Regions from separate parts of the Mus musculus genome. Here regions 1, 2, 3 and 4 are each linked to region 5. Evidence: chromatin contacts called from public HiChIP or PLAC-seq, Micro-C and promoter capture Hi-C data. All regions are on one chromosome and are shown on one strand. The core of a region is the stretch at or near the end of the contact, and the rest is flanking DNA. Distances in the headings are between cores, read along the strand shown.

Region 1 (2,700 bases), core at 157-2,656, 270 kb after region 5:
GACGCTGGGGCTCCAGGCACGAGCAGCCATGACTGGCTTTTTATGTGGACGCTGAGGATTGGAACTCAGATCCTTGTGCCGTTTGTACCGCGAGTGCTCTTACCCACCAACCTGTCCAACTCCCAGTGTTGCTAAGAATCCTGACTGCACAAAGAGGCACCAGGCAGTAACTGTTCCGCGTCACCTAAGTTTATCAAAGCACACTTGAGAATGCTTGCACCAAAAAGTGTACCTCTTGGAAATGACCCAAGCGTATATGGAGTGAGCAAAAACATAGGCCATCATGGAGACTGGAGACTTTGGGCCTAAAAGACCATACATCCTTGTATATTCTATTAGAATTATTAGAATAAAGTTAATAGTGGGACACAATCATTCAGAGCAACTTCTGTGTCTTCGTTTCAAATGTTTCCTAGCATCACTTCTCCCCTCTCCACTTGTTTGTTTGGAGACAGGGTTTCTCTGGATAGCCCTGGCTGTCCTGGAACTCACTCTGTAAACCAGGCTGGCCTCGAACTCAGAAATCCGCCTGCCTCTGCCTCCCAAGTGCTGGGATTAAAGGTGTGCGCCATCTCTCCACTTTTAAGAATGTTTGTTTGTTTTTCTTTGCTTGTAACCGTTAAGCCCTGTAAGGGTAAATGGCTGCTCCTTTCTTTACGGTGTACAACCCTAGTACCTAACAGAGCCCACACAGGTAAGATGCCTCGCATTGAAATGGGTACTAAACTGTGTACACGGTGAGAATCTCGAGTCTGAACGTCTGAGGTCCACCAAAATTCGAACACTTTTCGGGGCTCATATAATGCCACAAGTGAGAAATTCCGCTCTGGGCTTCATGCGAACAGTCAAAACGCAGGCGAATTAAAACAACTGTATAAAATTGCCTTCGGGCTATGTGTAAGGACTTAAGACCCATCCCCAAGTCACTGCAGGATCTGGGATGGGACACTGCAGAACCTATCTATGCATTTGATCAGTACGTGGGCTTCACCCGGGAGTAAAGTGTAACTCTTAAGGCGCCTGACAACGTGGGCCCTCTGGGAAAATGGGGCGTGGTCCAGAGCCCACGGGCTTTGGCAGCTCGGAACCAGGGACACTAGAGTCGCAAAAAGTGGTGTCTTAACCTTTCCTAGACCCTTACCATTTGATGACATTGTGAACCAACGGCAAAAAGGAGTAATTCTCCTCCTTCGCGCCAGCGGGGGACTGAGGCCGCGGAGCCGCCGGCGGCGGGAGCGCAGCGACCGGCAGAGGCTGAGGCGGTGGTGGCGGCTTGGACTCCGGCAGCAGCTCGGGCGGTGGCTGTAGCGTATCTTCGGCCTGTCTCCCACCCGCCACCCCAGAGGAAGCCATAGCACCAGGAGTCCAGCAGCTGCCGAGGGGCGCTGGGTGCTTGCGTCACAACTGCGCGCCCGGGGAGGCCGGGCGGGAAAAAACTCTGAGTCTGCGCCCTGGGCGTAGGCGGGCGGGCGTTGCTAGGCGACGGGTGTCGGGAAAGCTAAATTGAGTAGTCAGGATTAGGGAATCTACTCCAGTCATCTTTCTAGTTCACATGACAGAGAGAGGTCAAAACACCAACGAGGACCCCCGGGACTGGCAGGAAGAACGGATGACGCTGGTGAGCACCGTGTGAAACTGAGGCTCTGCGGCAGCGAGCATCCAGATGACAAGGACTTACACGTCTTTGTGTCATGCTAGCCTCCAGGAGGGCCCCAGACTGGCGACAGCAAAACAGGCCATACAAACTAGTTCCACACGGCTGCCAAGGGGAAAACTAATCGTTCTTCAAGCATTTGGTATGCATCTAGCAGGTGCCAGACTACATACGTATATAAGACTAAGATCTTGGACCAAATAGGAGAACTTTACGATAGGCTTGTATTTATTCATTTCAAGCAAATGGGCTCCATTAAAAATTTTCTGGACAAGGGTAGCAGTAATTCTGATTCTGACTAACAAAAATCAGGGATTAGGGAAGCTGTCAACTGGGAGAGGACATCTGTCTTTGATGACAGGAACCATGTCAGTAAAGAGAGGCCAGGAGCCCACATCTCAGAAACAAAAAGAAGCAGGAACGTGGAACTTCACAATGGTGTTTTCAGGTTTTTTAGCTACAGGTCTCAGAATTGTTTTCTTCAGAGCTGCAGATAGTTCTCTAAACAGAGGCACTGTCAGGAAAAGAATAATCTCAGTGTTGCTCAAAAGAAGACAGAAACAAAGTGAAACAAGGTGATTTATTTATTTCTTGAAAATGAGTGCACCAGAACTCAAGATAAGATAGCAGAAACACTCAACAAAATGGCCACTTTCTTCCATCTCAGGCTTAGGTGCATTTCATCCCATTAGTGGGAACACAACTTCTCAATATGACTCAATGGGCTAATCACCCAAAGGGAAAGGTGGGTGGGGGGAGTGGAGTTAGGGAATACAGGCCCCTGTGGAACTAAGTGTCTGATTAGAAGAACATTTCTCACTGCAGGAAACTGTAGGATTTCCTTCTAACCCAGGACCTCTCCACCTTAGGGGAAGGGCCATGATTCCTGAGGAAGAAGGGAGAAGAGAATGGTCTAAGATGGAACCAGGTGTGCCAGAAAAGACTTGAAGACACCTCTGGAGACATCTGGGAGAATGCATGGTAAAACGGCAGTGTTAGCAAACAGTAGCTATCACTACTACTGTGGAATGAAAGTGACGAGAAAC
Region 2 (2,700 bases), core at 37-2,536, 310 kb after region 5:
TCTGGGGTTTACTTTTGTTTAAGTCAACTTGGGTGGCAACCTATCATCCAAAACTAGTCTTCTCTAAGTGACCAGTCCTTGGAAAAGAATAGCAATAAACAAATGAAAAGCAGACTTTATTTATTTATCTATTTATCTATTTATTTATTTATCTTTAATTTTTATATTGTATACATGTGTGGTAAGTGCATGTGAGCCAAGTTGCTCTAGTAGAGGTCAAAGGAGGGTGGCTTGAGTCATCAGATTTGATGGCAGATGAACCCACCCCTCTCTCCCCCTCTCACTTTCAAGACAAGGTGTCTCTGTATAGCCTTAGCTGTCCTGGAACTCTGTAGACCAGGCTGGCCTTGAACTTAGAGATCCTCCAGCTTCTGCCTCCCAAGTGCTGGGATTAAAGACATGCACCACTGACGCCCACCTGTCCTTATCTCTTTAAGATTACACTTCCATTATTTTGAGATGGGATCCCATCCAGGCTCAAGCCTCCCTCCCTATCTTGGCCTCCCAATTGTTGGCATTACCTACAAGCACTATCACACTCCAATAGATTTCATTTCTTTTGCTGCAACTTCAGGGAGACCAGCAATGCAGACCCTGCCAGCTGTGCCTTTCCCAAACAGCCCTCATCTTCTACTGCAGGAGAGCAACCAATAAAACCTAGAGGAACAGGCAGACTAGAACACCAGTCACAGCCGCAGAACAAGCATTCCTATGGAGCATTCCTATTGGAGGCTGAATCTTTGCTCTTCTCCAGCAAATGGGCCAGAAGCTGTTGCCTATGGCTATACCTCATTAGATCACCACTGAGAGCAGCCTATTATCCTCTGAGCCTTGGGAATTGTCTCAAGGTCATGGGCTGCAATGGGACATTGATCTTAACAGTACTGTGCTTTGCTGCAATCTCTTCACCCACAGTGACATTGCCAACACTCCAAGGAGCTTTGGTTCTTTATAAGGGAGAAATGAAGATCGATGGCACACTGTCACCACCACCAACGGCTCCAGTTCTTCTTCCCTTTTGCTGCCCAGCCAAGGGCTTGGAACCAAGCTGCTGTGTTCATTCTGAGTTATTCGCCATTGTCTTCCATGGCTGCCCGATCACTCTGCCTCGGGAGGAAGGGTGGAGCAGGTGGGGCAGGAGATGTGCGAGAGCTCTGTGTGACATGGCATTTCACAGGCTACTTGCACAAGTCAAATTGTGTTTTCTGTGTCAGAAGGGCAACCTGTGCTGGTCAGAAGTCCTCAGAGCTCATTAGGATCTGGGCCAAAATACCTGTATGTGCTTTTAGGGTTGAGTGAAGCCAATGCAAACAGACCTCCTGCTGGGTGGGAACCAGGCTCTCTCAACACCAGCCTCCTCAGCCCCTCCCCTCAACTCCTGTTTGCTTTGTCTGTAGACAGAAGCCACCAAGAAGCTGTGGATCCCAGGGGGAGAGAACAGATGTTTCTTGTCCTGCCAGATGTAAAGGGAACCTGATTACTTCTGCAGGAGACTGAATGCAACCAATGCAAAGATGTCCTTCACCCAGCACTGCTGGCTGGAGAAGTCCTGGCCTTCAGGAGAGAGCAGGCTGAGGCTGGTTCCCAGGACCCCTGAGAAGCACTGCCTGAAGAGCCCCTGGGAAGTAAGAACAAGAAAAACAGAAAATAGCCATGCAGGGCCAGCAACATCCTTGAATTCTCCACATCTCCCCTGCAAGCCCCTCCTTCTTAGCAAGCCTTCCCACCAACCTTGAAGGAGAAACAGAGGAAGCCATGAAGTTTAGTCTCTGTCAGAGCCTACAAGGAATCTCACTGCATCCCCCAAGCATCCCCCCCCCTTCCTCCATATCCAGGCCACCCTTAAAAATCTCACCTTAAGGTTTAAAAATAACTGATAAAATTATAAGTTACCGTATGTGGAAGACAAAGAAACAAAAATTATATTGAAAGCGCTGTTTCTCTAGGCAGTGTGGTTCACACCTTTGATCCCAGCACTTGGGAGGCAGAGGCAGGCGGATTTCTGAGTGTGAGGCCAGCCTGGTCTACAGAGTGAGTTCCAGGACAGCGAGGGCTATACAGAGAAACCCTGTCTCGAAAGCCTCGTTTTTTCTTTACCTCCATTCAGTTCTTTCAAACAGGAGTTCATCTGAGTTTAGTTCAAAGCTGCCTTCCTGAAGAAGCCTCAGCATCCTCACTGTGATCAGAATCCCACAGGCTCACAACTCCCGAGAGGCGTATAGGACTTCCAATGAAGCCACCATAGTGGCTCCACCCTCAGCCCAGGGAAACTCCTGCCCGACGATTCTGCTATGCTTTTCACCACGCACCTAGGGTTGTTGTTGTTTTGTTTTGTTTTGTTTTGTTTTACCGAATTTCTTTTTGGTAGTGGTAAGATCTCTGTAGTGGTAAAATCTTAATTCTTTTGATGAGCACATGTCTCTAACATCAAGTACATTCATGCATTTCACAAGTTATCTCCACCATTTATAGAACTTACCAAGCTTTCCAAATGAAGACCCTGGACACTACCCACCAGACTTGACTACCTACACTTGTTCCTGAATTTGGCTCCTCCTTTTAGCAGCAGACTGGGGTGGCATCACTCTGTATGTCTTATTTTGCTCAGCAGAAGGACTTCAGTGTTGAATCTATGTTGAAACACATGTCAGAAGTTCCTGCTTTGTAAATCAGGAAAATCTCTCACTGTGTTGGTGGAGC
Region 3 (2,700 bases), core at 32-2,531, 430 kb after region 5:
CTAAACCAGGCTATGCTACAGAATAAGACCGGTTTGTCTAATGGTGCCCAACGTCAGGAAATAGGTCAGTCTCTGCAGATGAGGAAAGTATCGGGAGCATGGGTATGAGAGGGTCTCCTTAAAACAGGAAGGGGTGTGTGTGTGTGCCCCATCGAGCTCAGCATAGGAAGCCATGCTGGCCTGGGTGGTCCTGGAGGGATGAAGAAAGTGATGTCTGTCTGTATCTTCTAAGTTTTGGGTCAGAGGTCTTCCTGTCTTCCAGCATGTGACATTCTCCTATGTTCAGTCACTGTCCTATGTTCAGTCAAAGCTTCTGATTGTCTGCTGTTTCAGCTGTAGGAACGCAACCCGAGGCAGCTCTGAATTCATCTCACAGTGAGCAAAACTTGCTGCATCATTAGGGACAAAAGACATGGTGCTGAGTGTGGACCACTGTGGACCTAAGTTCATGAGTGTGTTTCCCCTGTCTAGGGCACACTATCTAACACTGGGTGTCCTGAGCCTCTGGTTCATATAGTCTTTCCATCACTTCTTCCATTATACTTAGCCTTAGGTGTCTGGGTTACAATGCAGGTGTATCAGTTGGGGATGAGCAAAAGTACCTGCTGCCAAACCTCGTAAGCGGGGAATCTATCCCCACAGTTGCGAATTCTCAGCATTCTGATCAGTTGTGGAACTCTGATTGTCTTCATCTGTTGAAAAGGAAGTTCTTTGATGAGGGGTGAGAGCTGCACTTATCTGTGGATATAAGTTTTTAGAAAACAGAAATGATTTTGGCCTAGGAAACTGGCAGCAAATAAGTTCTTCTCCCGCAGGCCTCTGGCCTATCCATTGGCTATATTTATAGTACCGTTCATAACTCCTTCCTGTAGACCGTACAAATCCACAAACAACATGGTAATTGAAGAAAATCCCAAAGCAAATCCCATTAAAATCAGGAGACGGCATCCCACTATCCCCATTTCTTTTCAATGCGATGCAGAAACTCTAGAGCAGTCAGGTAAGGGAAGGAAATTCATGGGAAACACATAGGAAAAGAAGTCAAATGAAGGTACTCGCCTTCAATCCCAGCACTCTGCAGAAGCAGGCAGATCTCTGAGTTCAAGGCCAGCCTGGTCCACCAATGAGCGCGCTTCCCCAAGGGCTCTTTGCTAGCTTGGGAAAGCTGTGCAACCGCTAGTTTAGCTCCTGGCTGGGGGCGGGCCCCGCAAGGGGGCGTGGCACACCCGGAGTTGGGGGCGGGCTGGCACGTGTTGGGCGCGCAAGCGCTTGGTGCTACGGCTGACCTTAGAGGTGGCGGCCATGGGGCGCTCGAGTTGGCGGTTGGTGTTCGCGGCTGGTGCGGGTCTCGCGCTGGCCCTAGAGGCACTGCCGTGGCTGATGCGTTGGCTGCTGGCTGGGCGGCGGCCAAGGCGCGAGGTGCTCTTCTTCCCCTCACAGGTGACCTGCACCGAGGCTTTACTGCAGGCCCCAGGGTTGCCTCCCGGGCCCTCGGGCTGCCCGTGTAGCCTCCCCCACAGCGAGAGTTCACTGAGCCGCCTGCTGCGCGCGCTGTTGGCCGCCCGCTCCAGCTTGGAGCTCTGCCTCTTCGCCTTCTCCAGCCCGCAGCTGGGGCGTGCAGTGCAGCTGCTGCATCAGCGTGGGGTGCGCGTGCGGGTCATCACTGACTGCGACTACATGGCCCTCAACGGCTCTCAGATCGGCCTGCTGCGCAAGGCAGGTAAACCGCCGCCGAGGGTGCACACCGGCAGAGGGGTAGAGGACTTACTTGATGCCCCTACCGACTTTGTCCAGAGCAGGTAGCATTTCAGGGAGAAAGGTGGAGGCAGGCAGGCAGAGATGAGCGGGCCAAGGAGCCAAGGTTCATAGTCTGTTATATTCCGTGTCTGGGCTCCCCATGAGTAAGGTATGTGGCAATTCCCACCAGTTTCCACGCTCTGACCTTGACCTTAGAGGCGTGTGTGTTTAGACTTAATTTCTGTGATTGTTCTAGGCTGAGATGGCTGACATAAGTGAAGGCATGGAGGATAAAACTTAAGTCAGTTTAAACTCAGCCAACACTGAGAAACCCTTAGCGGCTGTGTGACCACAGCGGGAGTAGGAGTGACAGTGTTGATTAGTGAGTTTCCCACTAGACTCTGTGATCATTGGAAAGTGGACCCTACAGTGTGGCGAATACTTGCTTCTCAGCGATCACCTCTGGGCCCATAGGTATGTCTGGCCCGCCTACAGCTCAGCAGCAGGTGTGACAATATCCTCCCTTAGGCCTGTGGCCCTTGTTTGTTTTCCTTCAAGTGGTTGGCACTGGAGGAACACAAACTTTGACTGCTAGATCCCTTCATTACGCAGGAGTCAGTGCCCCCATGTCCCTCCCACACACCTGCCTAGCCTAATCGTTGTGCCCACAGTGGCTGACAGGCTAGGGGAGCCCTTGGGAGATGTCCAGGCTTTGTAGGGCTCTCGAGGCTTTTTATTTCCTCCACACGGCCTGTCTTCCCACATCCTGGGGATGGTGTAGCCTTGGAAACCAGGTCTGCTTCCAGATCCCTCATAGGGAAGGAAGAACACCGCAGCACTGACCTGTTGTGTATCACTCACGTGGGCAGCACAGAAGCACTCTGTCAGTCTGATAGCTGCCCCTGTCCCCTTGCTGGCAGTCACAAAGTGACCTTCAGCCAGGTCATCATTTTGGGTGGTGGA
Region 4 (2,700 bases), core at 101-2,600, 330 kb after region 5:
CACTCAACTGCTTTCTTAGTCCAAAGTCCCAAAGTCTTCTACATTCCTCTAATAAAGAGCATGGTCAGGACACAACAATAGCCCATTCCCTGGTACCAACTTCTGTCTTAAAGTTACTTTTCTATTGCTGTGATAAAACACCATGATCAAGGCATAAAAGAAAGTGTTTACTTTAGTTTATGGCCTCTGAAGGTTAGCATTCATGACTGCAGAAAGATCACATCCTGACTGATCCACAAGTAGGAGAGAGAGAGAGAGAGAGAGAGAGAGAGAGAGAGAGAGAGAATGAGAACACTGGGAATCCTCCAACAAGGCCATACCTCCTAATTCCCCCACAAAGTTCCACCAACTGTGAAGCAGAGGAGGCTGTGGGGACCATTTCTATTCAAACCATCACAATCAGCCTGTATGCATGTCCAGCCACACACTACAACTGGTTGATCGCCCTGGTTACCTGCTGCCTGGAAGCTGTGGGACCACTCTCTGCCAGCATCTCAAGAGAGGGTGGGAGGGAGCACTTAGCACCAGCCTGGGAAGACACCAAAACAGGAGACTTCAAAGTCATTCCATTTGGTGAAGTAAGTATAACACATCACACCTTACAGTAAGTCAAGGATCAGCCAGGGAAGATGCGCCACATAGAAAATGACCAGGAGGTCAATACCTCCTTCCCAGATCTGAGCATAGGCTTTACACAGCATCGCAGGGCACCTGAGCGTCAGGTCCCCATTCCCAAGACTTTCCCAACCCACAGCAAAAGGCCTAGCAGGGCTCTCCTCCAAGGAAAAAGTGGAGGTTTTTTTTGGGTGTGTGTGAATAAGAGTGGCCCCCATAGGTTCATATATTTAAATGCTTAGTCATCAGGGAGTGGCACCACTGGAGAAGGATTAGGAGGTGTGGCTTCGTTAGAAAAAGTATGGTTTTAAGGTTCCAAATGCTCAAGCCAGACCCAGCGGCCCTGACTCTTTCTGCTGCCTGTAATCTGGTTGTAGAACTCTCAGCTATGTCTCCAGCACCATGTCTGCCTGCCATGAGGACAATGTACTCAACTTCTGAAACTAAGACAGCTCCAGTGAAATGTGTTCCTTTATAAGAGTTACAGTGGTCATGACGTCACTTCACAGCACTAGAACACTAAGACATGGCACCTTAGCCAAAGGGGATGGAGAAGGATGCAATAGGAGAACCCAGGAAGGATTTGGAGTGCTCTGCAGGGAGAACATCCTTCACTATCCAAGGTCAGCAAAGGAGAAACAATGTTTCTGAAGTCGTGGGTACAGAAGGGCGTGATGTGTGGTCCAGCTCTGCGGGTAGCTACGCCTCAGCCTAATCTGACTTCCCCAGTCCCAGGGGAAGGCCAGGAACTGAGAATAGACGTCATCCTATTTTCCAAACAAACAGCTGGCATAGTGCCTTTAAACTCTGAAAATTTTGTTTCTTCTTCACCGTTTTCGTCAGCTATCCTTGGGGCTTTATAAATAGAACCACTCAAACGCAGGCAGGGGTAAATCAGGCAGCCAGTCTGAATATTCAGCACAGGGCTCAGAGCCTGGGGAAGAACAAAATGGGTGAATTAATGGCCAGGCAGAGCCACCAGCTACTTCCTGGGGCCCCAGAGAGAGGAAACCTGCAAGGGCAACAGGGCAACAGATGGTCAGAAGCCCCAGAAAAGACTACGCGGCCTCTGAACTTGTCTGCCTTTCCCAGAAGCCCTCCATGCTTCCGGAACACCCTCCCACGGAGCTTCCGGTGCCATATGGCCCAGGAGCGCCCCCAAGCCCTGTGCTCTCGCTCCTTTAAGTGCTCTCCTTCCTCCACAAGAAGCTTTTCTCAAGAATCCAGGGCTAATCATGGCTGCAGGCTCCTGTTTTCATATGGCTCTGGGGCGCCTCCATGTGAGACCAGCTGCCGATGGCTACAGCTGTTTAAACACTGCCTGTGCTATCACATGGATATCTCTGTGTGGTTGCGGGAGGCCATGCAGGATGATGCCTTCAGGATGTTTATATTCTTGGGACGGTGGGGGTGTCACTGTCACAGGAGGTTGGGTGCCATCACCGTGCTCCTCTACCCTTTCCCACGGGCCTACCCTTCTGCACAAGGCTGCGCGGGCCTTGTCTTAGTTCTTAGTCCCTCCATGGTCTTCAGCTTTCTGAACTGTGCCCTTCCCTCATGGCCCTTCTTATCACCTGCCCTGCCCTGCAAATTCCCCTTTTTCTTGTGTCCTATTTAAATATCTGTCCATCTCTCTTCTTCCTCTCCATCTCTGTTCCTTTGGGATCTTAGGGGTTAGGGACATAGCCTTTCCCCCCAAATGAAGGAGAGTTGCAGGTGGTGGCCCAGAAGCTGGAGGTGGAGAGGTCCAAGTTTAGGCAAAGGATGCCATTTAAGAAAGACCTGGTGTCCGAACACTGTTGAAGAGCAGTCTTCACCCACCTCAGCCTCTGGAGGAGGGAAGTGTAGTGTAGAGGCTTTGTGGTGGGATACAGGCTCCAACCAAAGTGGTGGTGAGTAGCTAGTGAGGTCAGAGGAGCTGGGCTAGGCAGGAGGCAGAGATGAGGACTTGGCAGTAATGAAAGGCTTTGCGTACACAGGGGTATCTACCTCAGCTGACACCCTGGGAACAGGCTGGGCAGTTGCTCAGCATGAAGTTGACCCAAGCTCCAGTAACCATTGACAGCAGATGGGCTGGAAGCCAAA
Region 5 (2,700 bases), core at 71-2,570:
GCAAGGGCTCCATGTGCGTTTTATAGCCCTGCCAACTCCTGTGTAATTTTCTAGCAGCTCCTCTGAGAAAGGAACAAAAATGTGTCCTGGTGAAGCCCAGGCACACCCTCCCTCCTTGCCCCAACTAACTCTATTGGTTGGGAGGTGAAAGCAGCCGAGGTATCTGCAGTCTGAGCAAGGCAGCTTCTGGGCGGCCTGGGGCCCTGACCCTCCCTGGTTGACTCGTAGGTTCTGCCGTTGCCTCCCAACTTGCATCACCTGTGGGCCAGAATGGTCTATTCAATCCACGCCGAAGAACCTCTCCTCCCTCCCTTGCTTTACCTGTTCCTAAGTCACAGGGCCCAGGGTTCACTTTTCAGTCTTTATTCAGGCACCTGGCCTGGCCCCAGGTCACATATGACCCAGTAGCTGGGCTCAGGTCCTCAGGACCTCTGTTACAGAATTCTTTCTTTTTTTTCTTTTTTCTTCTCTCTTCTCTTCTCTTCTCTTCTTTCTTTTTGGTATCTTGAGACAAGGTTTCTTTGTATTGCCCAGGCTGTCCTGAAACTCACTCTGTAGATCATGCTGGCTTCGAACTCAGAAACCTACCTGCTTCTGCCACCCAAGTGCTGGGATTAACAGAGTGTGCCACCATGCCTGGCTCACAGAATCCCTTCTTGACTTTGAGATTCACACTTTTTCTAGATCCTTTTGGAGACACAAGTCATTCTATAGGAGTAGTACGAGCCCACTGGCCCTTCAGGTCCTCTCTGCTCCAATGGTAGGACTGATAGGATTAAGACAAGATCAGAAGTTCCAGCCACCCCCTCCTCCTGCAGGTTCTGCCTGAGAACTCTTCTCCTCTGGAGGCCCACTTCTAGACTTCTAAGCTGAGAGGGTGGACAGGTCTTATGGGCCATGCTTCTCTAACCTCTCAGCTGGCTCATAGATAATTGGACCCTGGCTACAGATGAGGAAAACAGAGGCACATAGTGGAGGGGCCCCACTGCAGGCCTGTATCTGCTGTATTTTGGACCCAGGACTGTCTGGTTCTAAACAGCAAGACTAGGAAGTGAGTTTTCTGTTCTCTGCTCCCACCCTCATGCTGGGCCCCCCATCCCTGGCCCTTTAATCTAACGATGTCTGGGCTGGGTCTAGTCCTGTGGCTTCCATTCGGTCCCTCCCTTGGCCTGATACAGAAGAAGCCAAGGCCCAGTGCCTGTGCACCCGCAGGAGATTGCTAGAAACCAGGCTCGGGCAGGCAGTCTCAACCCGCTAGGCGAGCTGTCAGGATGCAGGCTGGTGGGCGGGGCTTGATGGGAAACCCCGCCCCTCCGCTCAGGTGGCTCCGCCCGCGGAACCCAGTTTCCGGGGAACTTTTCCTTAACGTGGGCCTAGTCCGAAGCCGGGTGGGCGCCGGCGCCATGGACGAGCTGGCCTTCGGTGAGGCGGCTCTGGAACAGACACTGGCCGAGATGTGCGAACTGGACACAGCGGTTTTGAACGACATCGAAGGTGCGTGTCCCGGGGCTCCGGCGCGGCCTGTGCAGGGTCGCACGTCCGGCGAGGGCGCTTGGCCGGGAACTTTGGCGCGTGCGCACTGCGCGATCTGGCGCCTGAGATCTAGGGTTGAGCTTTCCGGACCGCAGTGGGCTAGGTTTCTGGACACGCTGAGTATCCACTCAACTTCAAGCCTGGTCCTGTGTACAGTTCACAGGCCGACCCGGGGTTTCTCATTTCTTGAGTTCACCAAAATTCCCAAGAAAGTCCACGAACCGATATTTGCATTTACCTTGGCTTGCAAGCATCTGGCTACTTTGGATTGAGGTCAGGGAGGTCTCTTTGAGTGCACTAGAGCTAAGGAGCAGCCCCCTCACCGGAAAGGAAAGATACTTTTTAGGCGGAGGGGGAGGCAAAGGCCCTTTAGGCGGGACCTGAGTTTGAGGAATTGGAAATCTGATAGAAGAGAGAAGGTGCTCTCTAGAATATTTTTCAAATTTTGTGATTCTGGGGCAGTAACTCGGATTCTAGAACATATTAACAGGCTTTCTGCGCTGAGCCACACCCCAGGCCACTTAGATCCTTTAAAACATCACTTGAACTCGCTCAGTATGATTCATCTCCCATGTCAACAACAACTACCAATTGGGCGGAGGGAAGGAGTGGCGGCGGATCTGGAGAAGAAAAAAACCCCAGCAAGTCATTGTTACTATAAGATATGTATCCATGTTAGGTGGACTGTTCAACGATCTCTGGTGGCTGTTAGCAGTTTCAAAACATTATATTTCTCTTGCTCGTTTAAGGCTGCTCCACATCCTCCTCCACCCCAGATAATCATGACTGTGTGTCTACAACTACAATGGGGCCTGTGGGATTACAGTAGATTGTGCCCCCTGATGCTCTGTTGATAGACACCTAAGCTGTTTTTTATATCCAACACAGCCTTGGACTGCTGTGCCTACGTCCTCATCAGAGACCTAAATGTGCCATCAAAGCTTGGAGTTACTGCTAGTCACCTGCCGGGCAGTGGTGGCACATGCCTTTAATCCTAGCACTTAGGAGGTAGAGGCAGGTGGACCTCTGAGTTCGAGGCCAGCCAGGGCTACACAGAGAAACCCTGTCTGGGGGGGGGGGGGCGGAGAACAAAAACTGCTAGACACTTAAGAGGAATGAAAGTTTAGAGATATCTTGGCTGACCTGAGATCCAGGCATGGTTAGGAA

Evidence for each region. Promoter capture Hi-C pulls out the DNA fragments that hold promoters and counts their contacts. A called contact is a pair of places that touch in the nucleus more often than the background predicts. HiChIP or PLAC-seq counts read pairs in DNA pulled down with a chosen protein or histone mark. Capture Hi-C pulls out chosen DNA fragments and counts their contacts.
Region 1: a contact with region 5 is called in a promoter capture Hi-C map of adipose tissue. The contact joins the promoter of Med9 here to the promoter of Srebf1 in region 5. A contact is called at or near these places in 2 of 39 promoter capture datasets (the C10 cell line and stem cell-derived epiblast-like cells), 3 of 115 datasets of contacts at active chromatin or transcription factors (the SCID.adh cell line, memory CD8 T cells and stem cell-derived neural progenitor cells) and 3 of 9 other capture datasets (adipose tissue, embryonic stem cells and pancreatic islet).
Region 2: a contact with region 5 is called in an H3K4me3 HiChIP or PLAC-seq map of embryonic stem cells, with 3 times the contacts expected there. The contact joins the enhancer-like site here to the promoter of Srebf1 in region 5. A contact is called at or near these places in 1 of 39 promoter capture datasets (cranial neural crest), 1 of 484 Hi-C or Micro-C datasets (embryonic stem cells), 7 of 115 datasets of contacts at active chromatin or transcription factors (bone marrow-derived macrophages, embryonic forebrain, embryonic stem cells and 3 more) and 1 of 9 other capture datasets (embryonic stem cells).
Region 3: a Micro-C map of embryonic stem cells shows a contact between it and region 5, with 2.7 times the contacts expected there. The contact joins the promoter of Pld6 here to the promoter of Srebf1 in region 5. A contact is called at or near these places in 1 of 484 Hi-C or Micro-C datasets (embryonic stem cells) and 1 of 115 datasets of contacts at active chromatin or transcription factors (epiblast stem cells).
Region 4: a promoter capture Hi-C map of the HPC-7 cell line shows a contact between it and region 5, with 2.9 times the contacts expected there. The contact joins the enhancer-like site here to the promoter of Srebf1 in region 5. A contact is called at or near these places in 7 of 39 promoter capture datasets (the C10 cell line, the HPC-7 cell line, cranial neural crest and 3 more), 1 of 484 Hi-C or Micro-C datasets (embryonic stem cells), 13 of 115 datasets of contacts at active chromatin or transcription factors (the 230-238 cell line, acute myeloid leukemia, craniofacial prominence and 7 more) and 1 of 9 other capture datasets (embryonic stem cells).

Annotation. Positions count from the first base shown.
Region 1 is chr11:59,946,920-59,949,619 of GRCm38.p6, reverse strand. Med9 (mediator complex subunit 9) reads right to left here and starts at 1,406. Exons shown (of 2, transcript NM_138675.3): 1 at 1,142-1,406. The coding sequence starts at 1,353. Med9os (mediator complex subunit 9, opposite strand) reads left to right here and starts at 1,473. Exons shown (of 2, transcript NR_045273.1): 1 at 1,473-1,796; 2 at 2,524-2,700.
Region 2 is chr11:59,907,232-59,909,931 of GRCm38.p6, reverse strand. No RefSeq gene overlaps it. Among named protein-coding and RNA genes, the nearest start is that of 1810063I02Rik, 13 kb to the left of the region's middle. Within about 2 kb of position 1,286, at least 23 of the 459 cell types and tissues checked have an H3K27ac peak or open chromatin away from gene starts, as enhancers often do. A contact at or near this core is called in embryonic stem cells, where this site is marked.
Region 3 is chr11:59,786,238-59,788,937 of GRCm38.p6, reverse strand. Pld6 (phospholipase D family, member 6) reads left to right here and starts at 1,281. Exons shown (of 2, transcript NM_001290283.1): 1 at 1,281-1,720. The coding sequence starts at 1,303.
Region 4 is chr11:59,884,486-59,887,185 of GRCm38.p6, reverse strand. No RefSeq gene overlaps it. Among named protein-coding and RNA genes, the nearest start is that of 1810063I02Rik, 36 kb to the left of the region's middle. Within about 2 kb of position 1,350, at least 107 of the 459 cell types and tissues checked have an H3K27ac peak or open chromatin away from gene starts, as enhancers often do. A contact at or near this core is called in the HPC-7 cell line and acute myeloid leukemia, where this site is marked.
Region 5 is chr11:60,219,247-60,221,946 of GRCm38.p6, reverse strand. Srebf1 (sterol regulatory element binding transcription factor 1) reads left to right here and starts at 1,320. Exons shown (of 19, transcript NM_011480.4): 1 at 1,320-1,494. The coding sequence starts at 1,404.